Linked DNA regions of Mus musculus: all the other regions are linked to region 3. The links are chromatin contacts, called in public HiChIP or PLAC-seq and promoter capture Hi-C maps. All regions are on one chromosome and are shown on one strand. Each heading gives the region's core, a stretch centred on a gene start, on an enhancer-like site or on the middle of the called end of the contact. The rest is flanking DNA. Distances are from core to core; before and after follow the strand shown.

Region 1 (2,700 bases), core at 94-2,593, 640 kb before region 3:
ACGGCGGACTTGAGCTCCGCATTCTCTTTCCTGCAACTCTCAAGTGCTAGGGTTATGGGCATGGGCCACCAACTCCAGCTCAGGCGGCCTTGTCTTTATGGAGAGAGTGTAGACATTCCTGGGATTGTCTCTGCCGCCTCAGTTTTTCCATCTGTGAATGGGAACTTTTGGAGATGCAGTGGAACAGAGCACACTCTCTAGTCTCCCATAGGGTGCTGAGGTCTCCTCATATCCTGTGTTGAATGTCCTCAGTGGACATGGAGGTGTGTCTTCCTAGCTGGCCATGGGGAAGGATTGAGGGTGGTGGCGTGGGCGTGAGAATTCTTGGGTAGGGAAGGACAGCATCATGCCGGGCATGGCTGAGTCACACTCGAGCGGCGCCTTGCCTCAGGCTGCTGGAGCTAGAACTGGCGCCACCCTGGGTGTGGCTACTGAGCTGTGGCCCTGGGCAGAGCAGGGCTGGGTGGCAGGATGGGCACATGGGCCTTGAGGGACTCGGGGGAGCAAATCTGGGATGCCCGGTGATACCTCCCTTTTGTCTCCTGTGTACATTTGGGGCTCTGGAACCCTAAGCTTTGGGCCTGGGAATAATAATAATTATCGATCTATTAATAAAAGTTTTTGAGGCATGATCTAATGTAATGTAGTCCATGCTGGCCTGGAACTGGATAAGTAGTCCAGGATGTCCTTGAACTGGTCCTTAGGCCTCCACCTCCTGAATGCTAGGCTTACTTGTGTGCACCATGATGAAGGGTTTCTGCTTTAAGATGGGACCTGCTGACTCCATGCTTCCAGCAAAATAGCCAAGCACTCTCTACCCACAGTCAACTTTGGGGGTCGAGACACAGTCTCATTTCATAGCCTACCGCGGTCTTGAACACATGGCAGTCCTCCTGGCTCAGCCTCCTGAATGGTAGACTGACAGAGACGCCTCACAATGCCTGGCTGGTTCCTGGAAGTTTTGCGGAGTTAAGGGAGTGAGCCAAGCCTTCCAGAAGACAGTGGGTGATGGAGGTCAGCGCTCCTATCTCCAGTCCCAGGCCAGGCCAGGACCTGGGATGAACTTCACCCTGGGAGCACTGATTGGCTTGAGGGGAACCCAGCACCGCAAACAGAATGTTAAGGAATAGAGTGGGGGATCTGGTTGTTGGACTGTGTGGCTGGCGGGCAGCGAGGGTGGGACGTGGCTGTCGTCTTTGCCTATTTATACCAAGTGATTCAGCCCTCCCTCACCCCTTCCTGCGCCCCCTCCACTCGCGGCTAGGCACTAGGCCCACCCACTTGCCTATGCCCTGCCCCCCAACCCGGGCGGGTTGTCTGGTTCCTGCGTGGGGACGGACGTGGAGGGCAGGCATCTGTGCCGCAGGTCGGGTTGGCCCCAACCCAGCCGCCCAGCTCCTGGGAAGAGTGGGCCATTAGCGAGCGCTGGTGGCTGGGGCGGGGGCGGAGCTGGGCGGAGACTGCAGCCCTTGGTATTTTCCGATCCTCGCTGCTTCGCGAGAGTGGAAAGTATTTGAGGATCAGGGTTGGGGACGACCGGAGGGCCTCTGCCCTGGTTCTTTCTTGGGGTTCACTGTGGGTCCTCCAGGGATGCCGAGGGCTTGAAGGCTGTGTGTGCTAATTTAACTGACTGGGATACCACAGCCCAAGGCCCCCCGCCCTGTTTCTCAAGCCCTCCAGCTCCAGGACTTCTGTCCCTTTGAGTCTCCCTGTGAGACTAAGAGTCAGTACAGGGTGTCCCAGCTCCTGGACACCTGCGTGGTAATGCCCCCTCCACGCCAGACACAGACCTCTGGTGTGTGTGAGGATGGGAGTGGCCTTGGCTGCAGCCTTGGGCTCTTTGTAGGGGAAACCCCACAGGAAACCAGCCTGGCCAAATGGCCGCCCTTCCCGTTCTGGTCCCTGGGACGAATATGCTGTCTCACTTCCGGAGGTGATTGGGGAGGCTGGTCAGCCTGTGGACCTGGGCTGCCCCCAGAACCCAAAGAGACAGAGGTGGATTGGGGCTGGAGACTGTGTGTGTGTGTGTGTGTGTGTGTGTGTAAGCACGCGTACTGGGGAAGACACATCAGAATATCTCAATCCTTATTCCTCATTCCTCAGACATCGGTGATGCCAGATCTAGACGTTAAATCCACTGTCCTGCCTGTCACTGCCTGATATGACTGAATGCTTCTGTCCTTGATGTCACCCAGGAACTCTTCCAATTATTGGGAAGTAGAGATTTTCTTTTTTTTTAAGACTTATTTTTTTACTTTTGTGTATGTGTTGGGTATGTGCATGTATGTGTAGGTGCCTAAAGGGTCCAGAAGAGGGCGCCACATGTGAGCCGGGAAACCAAATTCAGGTTCTCAGAAAGCAATATGCAGTCTAAACTATTGAGTCATCTTTCCAGCCCTGAACTTGTTTTCTTTTTTTTTTTTTAAGATTTATTATTATATGTAAGTACGCTGTAGCTGTCTTTAGACACTCCAGAAGAGGGTGTTAGATCTCATTACGGATGGTTGTGAGCTACCATGTGGTGGCTAGGATTTGAACTCAGGACCTTCGGAAGGGCAGTCAGTGCTCTTACCCGCTGAGCCATCTCTCTAGCCCTAAACTTATCTTTTTTAGAGTCTCATGTATCCCAGGTTGCCCTCCAGCTTGCTCTGTAGACACATTTCTTGTTTTTATTTTTATTTTGTTTTTCCTAGACAGGCT
Region 2 (2,700 bases), core at 4-2,503, 590 kb after region 3:
CATACTGTAAAAGCCTTAACTGAAAATTATTTAAACATCAAAGTAATCTGCCAACAGACTGATCACAAAGTGCAAGTTTGCTACAATTTAGTTGGGTGGAAAGAATGAACGTAACTCTACATTTTGGAAAACATGACTGTTTTGATATTGCAGACTGGTATGCTCTATCGACTAAACTTGCACAACTTTCCATCATCAGCATTTTTAAACATTGCCTATAAATCATACTGAATAAAACATGTAACTTTTTTGTTTAAAGATTTTAATAAACCTACAAGGACACGCCCTAAATAATATACTTAAATCAGATTTTAAGTCTCCACCCATTTCCAATTACTCCAGAGAGAAGGAGGGGGGAGGGGAAGAGAGAGAGGTAGTCATTTTAGGAAGATTCAGGAAAAAGAAGTACAGCCAGATCTGCATGCCGGCATGAAGGCCTAAGGATGATTTTAATGGAATGAGTTTTTGTTCATCACACTATAATTAGGCGTACTTAAATGTAGGAAAAGAAAAATGATTTTTTTAAAAATTACGACTATTACTCCATGAGTTCAGTCTAAATATGAATGATTTCAAATTCACGAATCCGCATATTTAAAAAAAAAATCTGTAAGCAGACATGTCAAATTTACAACAGTAAATAGCACGAATGGGACGGGGCACACGCAGAGAGGAAGAGCCTCAACGCCGACTTTATTCGAACCGTGTTCCGTTAACAACGTAGTGGAAGGACTAGAAACCACACATCAAACTGGTTGGTTTTTTTGCGGCGTTCCGGAAGTCCACAAATTTGCAAAAAAGTTAGCACCATTACTGTCCTTTTGTCTGCTTTATGCTGCCACCCAGGTGGCGGGGAGCGACAGCTGAGAAGCAGCACCGCACTCTCCCCAACCGCGAACAAAGCCATGCGGGGCGGCAGGGGTCCGCGGGCCGGCCCGGGACCAGAAGGGGCAGCGCCGGGTCCCCGCTCCCAGGCCCCCGCCGCCCGCGGGCCGCCGCGCACCGCCAACCGCCGCCGAGCAACGGCCACCCGCCCTGCCCGCCCCGCCCGCTCGCGCCGGCCCAGCCCACCTGTTGGTCGCACTCGGGGCACGATTTGGTGGCCATCTTCACTTTCTTGGCTCGAGTTGCAGACATGCTCCCCTCCTGAGCAGCGGTGGAAGCAGCGCCGTGCCTCCGCTGCTCCACACAGCGCGTCCTCACTCCAGCCGCGACCCAGCCGTGGAGGCGCGCGTGCGCGTGCGCGGGGCTGCGTGCGGGTTGGAGGAGGGGGGCGCCGCGGCCCTTCCAGGGAAGTCCCATCGCCACGCCCTCTAAGGCGGTGGACCGCTCGGGGGCGTGGCTCCGACGAGACTCCACCAACCAACGCACAGGTGGGCCGAGCCCTGGTGCTGGGCACGCCCCCTCGTCGGCCCCAGAACCAGAGCCTGAAATGGTTACTGGCAACGGAAAACCTCTCTGCAAATGTCAGCAATGCTAATCCGAGAGAAATTATAATAGACACTCGATGAAACCCCTAGGCTTCCAGCGTCAGGGGTATAAACTTCACTATTCATTAAATAATTGCCTACGATCCACTATTAAGCACACCGAATAAGAAATGTCTGCCTTCAAGGAACAGTCTACAAGGCTTTGTTTTTGGAGGGGGTGGAGAGGTTGGTCTGGTTTCATCTTGTGTATCACTGATACTGAGTAGTTTAAAATTAAAAGCAAATTATTTGAAAAGTGAAACAAAATGCTGTGCACTCCTATCATCCCAGCTTTCACTGCTCTTGTTCAGATCTACAGTGAGAGAGCAGAGAGATATTTTTAAACTGTAGTTTGATGAAGAAAGGAGCATGAGCTGGGTATAAAGTTGCAGAAAAGGGAGGGGTAACACACAGAGCATCTGCCATTGTTAAAGAGACTCCTCATACTCTGTACTATAGGAAAGGTATCTCAGGACAAAGACACTACCTGTCCAAAAAAAAAAAATCTAAACGTGTGAAAATGTAAAGTCAGTTAAAAGAAGTGTGTGTGTGAATAGAGTCCTTAACACAAGGGTTCCCCAATCCCAAATAACCCCCTAAGGAAGTCTCCAGGATCAGCCTTGAAGGGACACAAAACTTCTGCCACTTTGGATCAAAGGGAGCAGATGACATCTGGAGCTGACAGCATTATCTTGGGCTACTGGTCTTGCAAGTAAGAGAAATGTAATGTTCACTGCCTGGACACACACACGACCTTTACTCTCTCAAGAGGGCACACTAAGCCCGGTGTGGTGTCTGCACGCTTTTAATCCCAGCACTCAGGAGGCAGAGGCAGTCGGATTTCTGAGTTCGAGGCCAGCATGGTCTACAAAGTGAGTTCCAGGACAGCCAGAGCTATACAGAGAAACCCTATCTAAAAAAAAAGAAAAAAAGAAAGAAAAGAGGGCACACTAGGGAGATGGATCACAGGAAGAAAGAAAGTGGGCTTAGAGTTAGTGATTTTTCTGTATCAGCTGGGGTCAGAACTCACAGTCCTGTTTGATTGCCAAGTTGGAAAAGAATTGACACACGAATGTGGGTGGAGGGCAGGGAATTACTGTTCCATGCCACTAAATTCCTGGAACAAGACAGAGGCCTTTTGTGTAAACAAAGTCTCTCAAAGTCTCTCTCTCTCTCTCTCTCTCTCTGCATATGTGTGTAACATTTGTGCAAAAGTTTTATGTATTCTGGC
Region 3 (2,700 bases), core at 172-2,671:
TCAATCCTATGAGATTCCTATTCAATCTATCGAGCTGACAGCAGTCTATTACATGCCAGACACGGGAACTGTTCACCGTGTGTGTATATGTGTGTGTGTGTAATGGTAGTGGTGGTTTGGGGACAGACCCCTAGCTCAGGCCTTGTATATTCAAAAGCTCCATCCCCAACCTGTTTTACAACTTGTTTTACAGAGGCCTGTGGAACAGAACAAACACAAGTCAGTGTTCTCATGAAGAAGACACTGATGTGAGAAGAAAAGCAAACTTGTATTTCCAATGGGATGTGGTTAGGAGGGGAAACAGTAATAAGAAAATGAAACGGTGTATCCATCGCTGGCCTCAAACAGTAACTTTTCTGTACTTACTGAGGTCATCTTTCTTCCCTCCATTTTTGGAACAGGATTTTATTCTGTACTCAACTCCAGGCTTGCCTAAAACATCATAGCCCAGGCTGGCCTAGAACTCCAGGTAATCTCTGCTCAGAGATTATGAACATGACTACCAAGCTTAGACTTCACTGAGGGTACACCAATGGCTTCAACCTATGTTTTGAGAAGGTTTAGGGGAGGTGGCCCAAGACAGCAATATCAGTTACTTGGAGGTTAAGTAAAGAAGGTTCACATGAGCCCAGAAGAACAAGACTAGACTCCACTCTCAAAAAGCAAAACCAAACAAAAGTTCATACAGCATGTTTAGGCTGCTGTTATGTGAAATGGAGAAAAAAAAAAATCTTGTCACTGTCATTATTGGCTGTGACCGTGGCAAAGTTCCTTAACTCCGTGGTTGTCAAAAGGGGAAAGTCAGGAGTCCCCAAACGACAACACTGTTTTGCAGACTCAGCAAGATGACACTAATACTCTGGTAAAGAATAAACTGGTAAAGAATAAACGGCCAACAAAGACGGACCACCAAAACTATTAAGATTAAGACCATTTATTATTATCATCATTGTAGTCACCAGTCGGCACCTCGTTGGCACTGAGGGCAAACTGTGCCACCTGAGCAGCTTGCAGGCTGGGAACGCGGAGCCCGCAGCTGACACGGGAGCCAGACCTGGGAACTCCCAGGGACTGGCCCGGGAACAGCGCCCGAGCCGCCGGGGCAGGGCAGGGCCGATCGGGGGGATCCGAGGAGGTCGGGCTGCTGGGGGAGGGCAGGGCCTGGCCACGGCGTCCTCTCCGCCCCTCCCGTTGGATCCCGGCATCCCTGCCCCCACCCACCCCGGCACCCGGTCGCTCCCGCCCCCGGGCTCCGGCCCGCACCGTCTCGTCAGGTTCCATGCGGATCTTGAAGGTCTGCTGCTGCAACGTTTTAAGGGTGATGGTGACGGCCATGGCGGGGCCGGAGCAATGCGGCAGCCCCGGGATCCTCGTACTACATGCAACTCACGCCGCCGCCATCTTAGCGCCCAGCCGCGCCGCGCCAAGCACTTCCGGGGCAAGTGTGCAGCGCCCGCCGATCGTCAGCGCCGGTGACACCCTCCTCGACCTCTAGAGCATGCGCGGCTGCACCTTACCTTAGACATGCGCAATCTTAGCTTTGTGAGCTTTTGCTGTGTGCACCAGCATTCCGCTGTCTTGGTGACATCATTTCTGCTAACAGTGATGTCATTATACCCACAAAATGGCTCCTAAGGACTTTTAAAGTTTTTAAGGTGTTTGTTGTAGATTTCTGCTCCTAAGTTATTTTTCATACATTCTGCCTATTTCAAGTGACCCAATTTGGATCTGGTCAAAATAAAAGGAATCTTAGCAGAGGACTGCCTAGAAGTTACCATCAATCAATGTAGAGGAGGGCAACTATGTGACCCCATTTTCAAGGACCATCTTAATTTTTGGAATAAATTTACACTTCTAGTTCATGAGTTCCCCACATCTTTGTAATCCTGCAATGACCTACCTATTCATCCAAACATTTTCAAGGTTCTTTTATATTAAATATGTAATTCTCCCCTCCATAAATTTTCCTTACTTACACCAACTCTTAAGGTACCTACATTTTTCGTGGGGGGAAGGGGTAGTATTCATGAAGCTTTAGACCACCCTCACATACCAAAAAGTAATGAAAATGTCAGACTCAGGATAGGGCAGTTCATCAGGGTGATTTAAGGGACTCTCAAACAGAACTAACATCACCATCCTCTTAGATGCTTGCTTTGCCCAGTGTTTCTATCCACACCAATGATCAGGCAATTAACCAAGGCCTGCCTCCCTCCCTTCACTTGAGTCTAGACTCCAGAATTGAAAGCTAGATCACAACTTTCTTGTGAAGAACACAGGCTTCCTCCTGCCCATTCTTCAACCTACTACACTAGAGTATAAAAGGCAGCCTTGAGACTCAACAATGAGTCTCTTCTTTTCCTTGTGGTGGGGATGGAACCCAGGCCATGCTAGCTAAGTGTCCAACTGAACTACATAACCCAATCCTGGAATCTATCTTTATCAGCTCAGTCCTAGAACCATGGGCCCTTGGGGAAAGTAGATCACTGTCCCTGAGCTCAGTCAGTCCCTTTGACTATTATCTACCAGCATGCACCCCACTACTGTGAACTTTGCTCAGCTTTCCTAGGTGTCAGTCCAACAGATCCATCCCACTTTTAACCAAGATGGCTAATATTTGAATTCACTAAATTCTAGTCAGTCTGTCAATGAGGTCTGTGCTAGAATCAAAACTTACACGTCTATGAGTTTAGGATCAAG

Evidence for each region. Promoter capture Hi-C pulls out the DNA fragments that hold promoters and counts their contacts. HiChIP or PLAC-seq counts read pairs in DNA pulled down with a chosen protein or histone mark.
Region 1: an H3K27ac HiChIP or PLAC-seq map of bone marrow-derived dendritic cells shows a contact between it and region 3, with 7 times the contacts expected there. The contact joins the enhancer-like site here to the promoter of Rad23a in region 3. A contact is called at or near these places in 10 of 39 promoter capture datasets (the 3T3-L1 cell line, the C10 cell line, the HPC-7 cell line and 7 more), 7 of 484 Hi-C or Micro-C datasets (the Ba/F3 cell line, Th1 cells, embryonic stem cells and 4 more), 18 of 115 datasets of contacts at active chromatin or transcription factors (the NIH/3T3 cell line, the SCID.adh cell line, acute myeloid leukemia and 14 more) and 4 of 9 other capture datasets (adipose tissue, embryonic stem cells, liver and 1 more).
Region 2: a promoter capture Hi-C map of pre-B cells shows a contact between it and region 3, with 3 times the contacts expected there. The contact joins the promoter of 4921524J17Rik here to the promoter of Rad23a in region 3. A contact is called at or near these places in 2 of 39 promoter capture datasets (cranial neural crest and pre-B cells).

The regions. Positions count from the first base shown.
Region 1 is chr8:84,202,313-84,205,012 of GRCm38.p6, forward strand. No RefSeq gene overlaps it. Among named protein-coding and RNA genes, the nearest start is that of Mir23a, 4.9 kb to the right of the region's middle. Within about 2 kb of position 1,344, at least 381 of the 459 cell types and tissues checked have an H3K27ac peak or open chromatin away from gene starts, as enhancers often do. A contact at or near this core is called in the Ba/F3 cell line, the HPC-7 cell line, the NIH/3T3 cell line and 24 more, where this site is marked.
Region 2 is chr8:85,431,588-85,434,287 of GRCm38.p6, forward strand. 4921524J17Rik (RIKEN cDNA 4921524J17 gene) reads right to left here and starts at 1,254. Exons shown (of 4, transcript NM_025722.3): 1 at 1,072-1,254. The coding sequence starts at 1,137.
Region 3 is chr8:84,839,231-84,841,930 of GRCm38.p6, forward strand. Rad23a (RAD23 homolog A, nucleotide excision repair protein) reads right to left here and starts at 1,422. Exons shown (of 9, transcript NM_001297606.2): 1 at 1,264-1,422. The coding sequence starts at 1,335.